Regions from separate parts of the Mus musculus genome. Here regions 1, 2 and 4 are each linked to region 3. A link is a contact called in public promoter capture Hi-C data. All regions are on one chromosome and are shown on one strand. Each heading gives the region's core, a stretch centred on a gene start, on an enhancer-like site or on the middle of the called end of the contact. The rest is flanking DNA. Distances are from core to core; before and after follow the strand shown. Region 1 holds the start of Snx6 (sorting nexin 6). Region 2 holds the start of Eapp (E2F-associated phosphoprotein). Region 3 holds the start of Sec23a (SEC23 homolog A, COPII coat complex component). Region 4 holds the start of Sptssa (serine palmitoyltransferase, small subunit A).

The links. Promoter capture Hi-C pulls out the DNA fragments that hold promoters and counts their contacts.
Region 1: a promoter capture Hi-C map of pre-B cells shows a contact between it and region 3. The contact joins the promoter of Snx6 here to the promoter of Sec23a in region 3. A contact is called at or near these places in 3 of 39 promoter capture datasets (cranial neural crest, maxillary cranial neural crest and pre-B cells).
Region 2: a contact with region 3 is called in a promoter capture Hi-C map of pre-B cells. The contact joins the promoter of Eapp here to the promoter of Sec23a in region 3. A contact is called at or near these places in 3 of 39 promoter capture datasets (the C10 cell line, cranial neural crest and pre-B cells) and 1 of 484 Hi-C or Micro-C datasets (B cells).
Region 4: a promoter capture Hi-C map of pre-B cells shows a contact between it and region 3. The contact joins the promoter of Sptssa here to the promoter of Sec23a in region 3. A contact is called at or near these places in 2 of 39 promoter capture datasets (the C10 cell line and pre-B cells).

Annotation. Positions count from the first base shown.
Region 1 is chr12:54,794,313-54,797,012 of GRCm38.p6, forward strand. Snx6 (sorting nexin 6) reads right to left here and starts at 1,350. Exons shown (of 14, transcript NM_026998.3): 1 at 1,336-1,350; 2 at 1,142-1,189. The coding sequence starts at 1,341.
Region 2 is chr12:54,694,381-54,697,309 of GRCm38.p6, forward strand. It overlaps Eapp (E2F-associated phosphoprotein), which reads right to left and starts at 1,514. Exons shown (of 6, transcript NM_025456.4): 1 at 1,331-1,514. The coding sequence starts at 1,404. Gm22513 (a small nuclear RNA gene) reads left to right here and starts at 2,402; the gene lies at 2,402-2,565.
Region 3 is chr12:59,010,672-59,013,371 of GRCm38.p6, forward strand. It overlaps Sec23a (SEC23 homolog A, COPII coat complex component), which reads right to left and starts at 1,346. Exons shown (of 20, transcript NM_009147.2): 1 at 1,175-1,346.
Region 4 is chr12:54,654,934-54,657,857 of GRCm38.p6, forward strand. It overlaps Sptssa (serine palmitoyltransferase, small subunit A), which reads right to left and starts at 1,639. Exons shown (of 2, transcript NM_134054.2): 1 at 1,439-1,639. The coding sequence starts at 1,550.

The DNA.
Region 1 (2,700 bases), core at 100-2,599, 4.2 Mb before region 3:
ATAGAAAACAAAAGGAAAACTAGGCTAGGAGGCATGCACCACATCCACACTTGGGAGGCAGGAAAAAAATTGCTTTGTACAAGGAAACTTGTTTCAAACCAAGTTTCTGGACAAGTGTGAGCTGCTGAGTGATAAAATGGTGACAATGAAACTTTGCTTAGTGGCAGTCATACATTAGTAACAGTGCACCTGTACAAGGCTCTACATGCAATGCTATCTTTCACTAAGACAAATGGAGTGCTGCTGGGGGGATGCAGTGGGAGCGAGAAATGAGACCTTTGAACAAGGGGCAGGAAGCGGGGAGGGGGGAGAGTGGTCAAAGGATACAAACTTTCAGTTTTAAGTTCTGGATACTTAATGTACAGTGGAGTGACTAATAATAATGGATACTTGAAACTCTGCTGAGAGCAGACCAAGTGCTCTCCTCAAAAAAGAAAATGAAGGTACCTGAGTAAGGTCCCGAGTGAGGTCTGTGTTCATTAACTTGACAATGGTAATTATTTCACAACCTCTACACGCATCAAAATATCACGCTGTACATCTTTATATAAATTATTATTTTGTAAGTCATACCTTAACATGAGCTAGAGATGGGAGACAATATCGAGAGAATCCTGAAAAGGATGGGGATTGAGGAATATACTAGAAAAAGTAAAGATACTGAAAGCGACCCGTTCTTTAAAAATCTTTTAGGGCAAAACTGAGATTTGCTGATTGCAAAAAAATCATTACAAAAGAGTAAATTTAGACCAAATCCATACCATTCAGCAGAGAAAGGAGAAACGAGGTTCCAGAAAGCCACAGAAAGATTTTGACGGTACCACCGGGAAGGTCTGAAAATGGGTTTCGTGGCCCAGAGAGTCAAGGATGGGGGCGTTCCAACCCGGCCACCCCACCTGCAGCGGGGCCTGGGAAAAGCAAGCTCAGCACAGGGTTGGATCGCCCACCTAGGGCGAGAAAGCGGCCACGGGACCAGCGGAACCGAGAAGCGCCCGACCCCAGGGACGAAGGGCTGCAGAAGGGCGGGGCGCGCGTCGCGGAGGTCGGGAGGGCGACCCAGGGCGGCAGCGCAGCCTGGACCCCTTCTCGGGCCACGGCGGGGGAGGGACCGAGGGTCGAGACCACAGAAGACACAACTTACTCCGCGGTCTTCCTCCGAGAGGAAGTCGGGGCCGTCATCCAGGCCTTCCTGTGGGGTCGGCGGGCCCAGCACACCGAAGGGGAGGCAGGGAAAGGGGGAGACACAAAGAGAGACATTAGCGCCCAGCCCGCGCCGTCCCCGCGCCCGCCGCCCCCACCGCGCGCCCCGAGTTCGGCGCCGCCGTGAACACCCACCATCATGGCTGCTTCGAGTCCAGGGCTCGCGCAGTCGCACAAGCAAGGCCACGAACCTAGTCGGCCGCGCGGGTGGGGCGGAGGGCGGAGCCGAGCGCCAGCCCCGCCCCCCGCCCGCTCTAGGAGGGGGAGCAGTCCCTGAAGGGGAAAGGACGCAGGGTCCTTTGCTCCAGGTAAGAGGGAGGGTTGGCCCAGAGCGATAGTCGCTGCTCACTGCTGGCGAGCTCAGGCTTGGGAAGGCCCCAGGGCCACCCGGAGAACGGTCCACGTCTCTTGCCCCCGAGGGCCCCTAAAAAACTGTACCAGTACTCCCAGGAAGTCACAGTAAATATTCTTGTCTTTGTATTGAGTTACATGATGATTAATCACCATTAATACCATATTGCCTGTGGAAGTTTCAGGAGCCAAAAGCCTTCACACAATAAGCAGACAGGGGCTATAATCAAGCTTTTACTGCTGGGGAAGTAATAACTACCTCAGTTTGGGGTGCTAATGACCGAGCACTATAAAAACAGAGCCGTTCTCATTACAAGAGTATTCCTTGCCTGTATACTAAGAAACAATCGCCAGACCTGATCTAACTGTCCAGCTGAGTAGCAGGAAAGGAGCATCCACAGATGCTTCAAGAAAATAATCCCTTGGGCCAGCATGTTGGTTTAGCAGTGAGGAAAAGTACTTGCTGCTAAGCCTAGAGGCCTGAGTTCAAGCCCCAGGACTGACCCACAAGGTAGAATGGTACTGCAGATTGTCCTTTCACACACACAAAACCAATAAATAAATAAATTTTATAAAAATAATCATTTCTAACTTACCACACTTCACTTCTACAAAGGATCACTCAAGCAAAGCTGTGTCTCCACTTTTATTTATTTATTTATTTATTTATTTATTTAGAGACAGGGTTTCTCTGTATAGGCCTGGCTGTCCTGGAACTCACTCTGTAGACCAGGCTGGCTTCTGACTCAGAAATCTGCCTGCCTCTGCCTCTGCCTCCCAAGTGCTGGGATTAAAGGCGTGTGCCACCACCGCCCGGACTATTGTGTCTCCACTTAATGACATCATCACTCTCAAGGTCCAAGCCTGGTTTCGACTTGTCCTCTTCAGATCCTTCATCTCCTCATGCCTCACATCCAAACAAATACCACCGTGTCTGCAATTGACTCATTTTCTCCACCTCCCTTCCTACACATATACATGTAAATAACGATCTGCTGGTGTGAATCTTCTCTCCACCCCTGGCCTTACTAGCATCTCAGCCTTCCTGGCTCTGACAATGACACCCTAATTTCAGCCAAGAAGCAGTTACAGAGAGATTCCATTGCCCTTTATCATCAACAAAAAGTCTGAAATGACCAAAGTGCACAT
Region 2 (2,929 bases), core at 264-2,763, 4.3 Mb before region 3:
AGCCCTAAGAAAATTACAGTACATTCCAAATTCTAACTAACTTCTGTCATCGTAGACTGACTTCTGTGATTAGTTTCCTATCAACAGAATTATAATAAATGTACATCAATAATAGGAAGAAATAAAACAACAAAAATGAATTAAGTCAGGGCCAGCAAGATAACTCAGCAGCAGACAAAGGGCTTGTCACCAAGCCTCATGACCTGAGTTCAATTTCTGGGACCCACATGGAAGGAGACAAGTTGTAGATTAAGACGCGGAGAAAAAAGCCAGGCGTGAGCTGGGCGTGGTGGCGCAAGCCTTTAATCCCAGCACTCGGGAGGCAGAGGCAGGTGGATTTCTGAGTTCGAGGCCAGCCTGGTCTACAAAGTGAGTTCCAGGACAGCCAGGGCTATAGAGAAACCCTGTCTCAAAAAAAACAAAACAAAAAAAAAAAAAAAAAAAAAAAAACTGCGGGAAAAAGAACAACAAAGCAAAAGCCAGCTGCAAGAAATGCCTTGGACATTTTTTTCTTGTTTTAAGACAAAATCTTACGTAGCCCAGAACCAGCTTTGAACTCTTCACCCTCTGGCCTCCTAAATGATGGGATTATAGGCATACACTACCATGTCTGACTTAATTCATTTAACTTTTAAATTACAGTTTTAAAAATGTTGTGTATAGCCGGGCATGGTGGCGCATGCCTTTGGTCCCAGCACTTGGGGGGCAGAGGCAGGCGGATTTCTGAGTTCGAGGCCAGCCTGCTCTACAGAGTGAGTTCCAGGACAGCCAGGCTATACAGAGAAACCCTGTCTCGAAAAACAAAAGAAAGAAAGAAAGGAAGAAAGGAAGGAAGAAAGAAAGAAAAATGTTGTGTATATGGGCATATGGGTGCTATGGCATGCGTGTGGAGATCATAACTTAAAAAAAAAAAAAAAGCCCATTCCTTTTTTTTTTTTTTTCCATTCTCTATTCCCTAGTTTCTACTTGACAGTCTTCAAGATAAGTACTTCGTGCTAAGGGCCAGGCCCTCACTAGCTTAGGACACTGTCCCATACTTGTATTTCCATTTACAGATGCGAGGCCGAGAACTGACTTGCCTTCGGTCACAGTGCTAGTAAACGGTAAACAGGGTTCCATCTAAGGCTTCACGCCTGGGGGCCCACGTAATTCCGGAACATCCCTCTTCCCGCACTGCTGTCCATCCTGGTTCCCTAGAGACTGAGCAGCGCCATCAAGCGCCCCGAGGCTCCCGCAAGTGAAGCGGACGACACTGCGCCCAGGGACGGCCGGCGCGAACAACACAACGGCCTCAGCCAAGGCAGGGCGGAGACGCGGGGCAGCGGCCCACCTGCTCAGAGCCGGCTCCTCGTCGCTCGGCTCTTCCACCGCGTACGGGTCATAGTCATCCTGGAGTCGGTTCATGGCGACCTGAGGACGCCTACACCGCCCCGGCGTCTGTGTACTCCGCCAGCGCCTTCCCCAAAGCTTCCCGGAGACTCCACTTCCGCCCGTACTGCGAGTCCTTCCTGTGCGCCTGCGCAAGCCGTCCAGTGACAAGGATGCAAGAGACGGGGCGTGCGGAGGGTCAATGTTAACACGTCTCTACGTTTTCTTTTCCGCTGAAAATAGCAGTTGTCTTTGTGCATTTTTCTTCTCGCCGCCGCCGCCGCCGCCACCTCCTCCTCCTCCTCCTCTTAACTTAAGCTTTATTTAGGTTTTGAAAAGGTCTCACTAACCCAGTCTAACCTGTAACCAGTTATGTAGCCCAGGCTGGCTTCGCTCTGCTTACCGTGACCTGCGGAGAGCTGAGATTACAGTTGTATATCACTATCCAGTCAGATTTATTTCTTCAAAGTTGTTATCTTAGCCCTTCTCTCATGGTTTTTATTAGGTTTATTGGCTGTGTGCAAGTAAATAATGTATAATAGACCTACTCAGAAAAACACCACGGAAAAACGATTTTTCTTTTACTAGTTAAACTTAACAAGGGTGGATCTCTTAGAATCCTGTCCTCCGCTAGCAGAAACTGAATTGAGCTAAAAAAAACTTTTTCTTTGCCCAGAGCCTGGGCAGAAGCTTAGGTTTTGAATTCCAGATTCGATTGCCCACTACCAACAAACCCCGCCCCCGCCTCACAGCCTTAGTGGGCGGAGTCGCGTTGAGGGGCCTACAGACGAGTTCCCGCGGCGTCACCACAAAGGCGTGGAATATGTAGATGAGAATTTCACGCAAAGGCTACCGGTTCTCCCTAAATAGACATTTTTTTCCGTTATTGATAATATTTACATAATATAAGCGTATATTTATGGATCAAGGTTAGAAAAGAGAATATAATGTAGAGAAGACGCATTGAGGAAGAGACCGTAGTTATAAAGTAAGTATACAATGATGGAGAGCCTGCACACGGCACTCGCAACTCATACTTACCTGGCAGGGGAGATACCATGATCACGAAGGTGGTTTTCCCAGGGCGAGGCTCATCCATTGCACTCCGGATGTGCTGACCCCTGCGATTTCCCCAAATGCGGGAAACTCGACTGCATAATTTGTGGTAGTGGGGGACTGCGTTCGCGCTCTCCCCTGGCATTTTTGTTGAAAAAATAGAAAACATTTACTTTAGCATTGCGAAAGACTTGCTTTCTACCTGGTGTTTTAGTTTTTTTTTTTTTTTTTTTTTTAAAGATTTATTTATTTATTATATATAAGTACACTGTAGCTGTCTTCAGACACTCCAGAAGAGGGCATCAGATCTCATTACGGGTGGTTGTGAGCCTGGTTGCTGGGATTTGAACTTCGGACCTTCGGAAGAGCAGTCGGGTGCTCTTACCCACTGAGCCATCTCACCAGCCCTAGGTTTATTTTTGAATGATGTGTAAGGTAATTGTCAGTTGAAATAAGTTTTACTATCTCAGTTAGCACCAACAACTTGTTTTCTTTTTTTTCTGGT
Region 3 (2,700 bases), core at 96-2,595:
AAGTGGGTGGTGGATCCTCTACCAATGGAGTTGCTTGTTAACCACTAGTGAGCTGGGGGTTGAGATGAAAGGTATGTGGGTGTGTTACAAATCGTTGTAAATAGGTAATGAGGCACTGTGTGTGTAAGTGTATTACAAGAGGTTGTAAGCCAGTAGTGAGTTCTCTGTGTGAGTGTGTGTTTCTGTGCCCGTGTATGTGTGTGTATTCATGTGGATGAGCAACCAGTGCTCTTAACTTCTGAGCCATCTTCCCAGGCCCAGTTGTAAAATTTCCAATGAAATAGACTGAGTAACAAATTTTTGCTCTTGGGCAATAAACTTCTCTGGCCTTCAAATTTCACATCAGTTATGTGAGAATTTTGGGGGCAATAATAAAATTGGTCATTGAAACAATTAAAAAACAAAGGCCCTCTGATGATGCTGGAAAGAAGGAAGATGTTAGTATACATTTAAATTTAAATTTCTTTCAGTAAATGTGCCTAGCTATCCGTGGTTTAGGGTGGGGTTGTGTTAAGACAGGACAGAAGTTTAGCTGACGAGATGAATTAGACATCTCCAACTCTACTCTACCTATGGATTTATTTACCTCTTCCTGTTCCTCTCCCACAAACAGTAAAGCTCTACAGACAGAATAAATGCCCCAGTGCATGGTATTGCTCAGTTCTGAAACCTGATCATTAATAATCAAGGCCCCAGGCACTAGCTATACCTGGTGGTTTTTTCTTTAACCTTTATAAGGCCCAAGGCCGAATTACAGGTGATGTAGTCACCTGGGTTCAAAGTCTAGGGCACTCCTGGGCAGTCAAGAAACGAACCTAGAGGCCCCAGGGCACAGGAGCCTTGGGCAGGGTTGGCAAAGCGTGTCACCCAGGAGGTGGGGGTGGGTGCAGAGCCAGATGCTCAGACCCTCGGTCTCCATCCTGCTACGGTCCTTCCACCTAAACTAAGAGGACTAAAGACGAGGGCGCTCCGTCGCCATGACAAGCACAGGGTTCAGCGATCTCGGTTCGGCGCTGGGCCACAGCCTCCGGCACGCCCCGCTGCTTATGCGAGAGCACAGCCGGGACAGAGCCAACAATCCTGACACTCCGGCCCGCCGCCCGCCTCCCAGCTCCGACTAAGACCCCGGTGGAGCAGAGGTGGCTGCCACGCTAGTCCTTACCACAGTACCTACCTAGAAGCTCCGTGACGGCCACAGCCTCCGCCTTGCACAGTCGTCAGTCCGCTCCAAAGCCCTGTAGCAGCCGTGGCACCGCAATCAGGGGCGGCCCCGCCCCGCCCCCGGCCTCTTGGAGGGCCTGGGCCAGGACAACATGGCTGGTGCCGCCTCTGCCACGTCAAAGGGGAGGAGGCGGGGAGGGGCGACCAGCGAAGGGGCGGGAACAGTCCCGGAAGAGGCGGGGCGCGCAGGAGGTAATGGGCGCGTTGAGTGGCGGAAAAGATGAACCGGGAGTAATAAAGAGGGTGGGGCGAGCGTGAAAGACGGCCAAGCAAAGCGGAGGGCGGGGACAATTCAGGAAGGGGCGGGGCTAGCAGGAAGCGATGCGATAGCCAGGGCGGTGGAGGAAGGGAGGTAACCGGAGTAATAAAGGGTGGGATGTGGCCGCTCGAGGCCGTGTGTAGGATTAAGGTTAAAATACCTGACTAGGGCATTGCTAGCCCCAGAAAAAAAGAAAAAAAATGTTAACCACCAGATGTAGCTTTCACGTCTACTGTTTGCTTGAACGATTGTTTTTGTTTTCTAGTATATAGAAAAGGCTCTTGCAAGTTTTTTTCCTGACATTGTATCCGTGTCCAAAGAGGAGAAAGAACGAAGCACGAGTTAACAATTATTTGAAGTATTCGCTAGAAAATAGATGCTCGGATTCTCCTCTAATTTTGGGTTTTCGTCTGTGTGTTGTCAAGAGCCAATGAGAAGGCTTGGCTCAGGGACCTCACTTGCCTAGAACTCATAAGGCAGAAAAAGAAACTTTACTCCCAGAAGTTGTATTCTGACCTCCTCACCGACCCACAAGCAATCGCAAAATAGTAATTTTAAAGTTTTTAAGTATCTCACTCGGCTAGTGGTGATGGTTCATGCCTGTAATCTCAATAGTCAAGGTTAAAAAAAAAAAAAAAAAAAAAAAAAAAAAGGCAGCCCAGCTTACGTTACACTGCAAACTGTAGACCCTTCTAAGCCACAGAAGAGACAGTCTCAAAAACCTAAAAATTATCCTCGTGTGATACTTGGTACTCCAGAAGCTGAGGCCAGGGGATCGGATCACTACAAGTTTGAGACTCCTTGAGCTACCTAATGAGTTCCAGAACAGCCTCAACTAAACTTTAAGATGCTATCCGAAAAAGTGAAAAACAAAACAAAAAGTTCTGCATTCATCCACTCTGTTCCCCGCGAAGTCAGAAAGACACCACCCTAAGGGGTTGTAAGATTTAGACGAATGTAACGTGTTTACAAATGGTTAAAGGCTTTAGTACTCTAAAAATGACGATTATAGCGATATTGTTCATTAATTTTAAAAATATTAAAGATTTCAAAGTTCATCCTCAGTCCCTGCCGCCTACCCAAGCTTTAGACGAGAAAATGGGATTAGACAGAGCGACCTAGAAACTCTTCAGGAACCACTTCTGCCAGGAATTATTCTCGAGCGCTACATTCCACCACCGGTGCCATAAGCTTGATGCAACCAGCAGGTTTCTTGTGTG
Region 4 (2,924 bases), core at 389-2,888, 4.4 Mb before region 3:
TTTTCCTTTGAGTTTTGCTATGTAACCCTGGCTTGCCTGGTAGTAGCTATGTATTATGTACCTCAGGCAGCCTTGAACTCCCAGCATTCCTCTTGAATCAGCTCTCTGAGCATGGTAATCAGTCATGAACCATCACAGCTGGCTTTCATTATTATTATTTAATGGGGCTTTGTCAACATTAATTGTAGTAAGATAATTATCAGTCAAGATTAACTGCTACCCAGCCTGGTCTACAGAATGAGTTCCAGGACATCCAGGGGTACACAGAGAAACCGTGTTTTGAATTAATTAATGAATTAATCAAAAGATTACCTGCTACTATTGAAAAGTTCCAATTAGGCATAAATTTAAATATAGATGTTATCTGACCTACAAAATCCAAAGAGCAAACTGAAGCTACAAATAAACGATTCGGAAAATCAGGCTTTCTTAATCCGGAGCCCCAAATATACATTCTGGTTATTAAACTTTAGGTTAGGAAATAATTGCTCACAGTAATAGTCTTGCAAGACGCTAAAATTTTTCAAGAGTCAGCTCCAAATAACCTCATGCTATTTCCACACCAGCACCCTTGAAAAAGCTTGCAAAGAAGCTCTACCTCAGTCCTAGGAACGCGTTTGTGAAGTTGTTCCTAACAAAGCTAAACCACAAGAAGCTGAGCGGATGAAATAAGCATGTGATGTGGTATATTCTTTTTATATTAAGGAAAGGAGAAGTGGAGCGTTAAAAGAATGAATTGCTAGTATTTCGTCGACACGGAAATCAGAGGATAGCGGCATAGACATTGGGCGAAAACAAACATCAGGCTTCACAACCTTGAGCTATTCGCTGGAGCTGTTAAAATTAGGCAAGATAACATACACACAAAGTGCTCAGCAAAGTCATCACTCAACAATTCTTAACCGGTGATAAACTAAACAACAAAGCACAGTTTGAAACCCCAGCAAAGTCTTTTCTGGGCACAGCTTGTACCTATGATGCAAAGAAGTCATAAATATAACACACTTTTAAAACTGCCATTTTGAAGCCCAAAAGGCCTTTCAGTAACTTACAAACTGCTTTCCAAAACTGTGTGGGAGTGTCAAGACCACGTACTCACAACCTGGTGAACTGGTTAGAGTTCTATCGCTCCAAATCAGGAATAGCTAAGGGTTAAAGACGCCCAAGCCCGGAGCGATTTGCAGCAACCCTGCCTCAAAGAATACTGAAGGATCAAAAGCAGGCGCGGCCGAAGCGGGACAAGGAAGCACCAGGGGAGACGTCGCCCTCCCGACTGCTTGCAGAAATCAGGATGCCTCCACCTTGGGCAGGGGAATTGCGTACAAGACCCGGATCTCCGCGGTTCCACCTCCCTTGACCCCAAGACACCCCCCCACCCCCTTCCAACCCGGCGCGCGCACCCCTCCACGCCCCAGCCAGGCCAGGACACACAGGATACTGAACACGGTTCGCTCCCAGGGCTCCAGCATGTAGAGCGCAGTGACCAGCAGGTACTGGTAGTAGAACCAGGACATCTGCTTCCATGCTCGCGCCAGCGCCATGCCCGCCATGCGCCTCCCGCGGTGTAGCAGCGTCAGGCGGGCCCGCGGCCCGCTCACCTCCTAAAGCCCCAGGCCTTGGGGCCCGCCCGCCACCACCCTGCGCCCATTGGTCCTGCCGAGCCTGCGCGTCACCGTGTACGCCCAACCCCGCGCGCACCCGAGCGGCCACCGCCGGCTCCTCCTGGCTTGCGCTTATTGGCCAAGCGGCCACTTCGTGTGCTCCTGTCCCGCCCCGCGCCTCGCCCGGAGCGAGCTCCCCAGCCCTGGGAAACGGTCTGGGTTTAAGTGCTAGTTCTGCATCTCCACGCGCACGCATGGCGGTTGCAAGACCGGCTTCAGTCCCCACTGGTGTCCATGCGAGATGGTGCCCTTAAGAGGCCGGATCCTTCAGACCAGCCCAGAAGGATTCCTTTAGAAACCAGTGTATGTAATCTCTCTCCTACCTCATGAATCCCTTCTGGGCCAAGAGATGATAGGGCTGGGTGAGAATGCTACTAAAGAGTCGGGCATGCAAATAAACAGTGCCTTGTGCAAGAGGGAATGCGGGGGTCAAAGAGAATGTGGATGCCAAATGACACCCAGCCAAGAAGATGTTGAAAACTGTAGAAGTAATATGTTCATCAGCTCTTCCCTTCCTCCGAGCACATGCGTGAAAACAGACCTATCTAGGATGCGCGCGCGAGTACACACACACACAACACACACACACACACACGCACTAGTATTCCCTAACCTAAAGACAAAAGAATTGGCCATAGACAGTTGCCAATATTTCTATGACTACACTTAGAAAACAACCATGTAGGTCACAATCAAGAGAAGTGCACTTGATCTAGTGGGTTCTAAAGACAGCTTGAGGTCAGCATGTGATCTGTCTCCTAAAGATTCACTCCTATGACCTGCAGCAGTACCGGCTGTATTCCACTCCTCTAAAGCCCATGCACTGTGTGCTTGTGAAATGACATAATTAAGTAGCCTGCAACTCACATGTCTAAAAGTTTCAAACCTGCTGCTTTAAGCTTTAAAACCTTTCCAGGTTGACAGGTATTAACTTAAATTCCTTATGCTCCTTACGAGCAAAGACCTTACAAACAACAATAGACTTGAGATCTGCTTTCACAAGGTGCCTAGTCATTTTATTTTATTTTATTTCGTCTTGTAGGTTACAGAACATCACGGAGGGAAGCCAAGCCAGGAACTCCAGGCAGGAGATTGAAGCAGAAACCACAGAGGAATACTGCTTAGGAGCATGCTCTTTCTGGCTTGCTCAACTTGCTTTCTTAAACGGCCCAGACCCCACTTGCCTAGCAATGGCACTGCCCACAGTAGGGAGGACACGCCCACCATAGACCAATCTCATGTTCCTCAGCTAAGGTTCCCTCT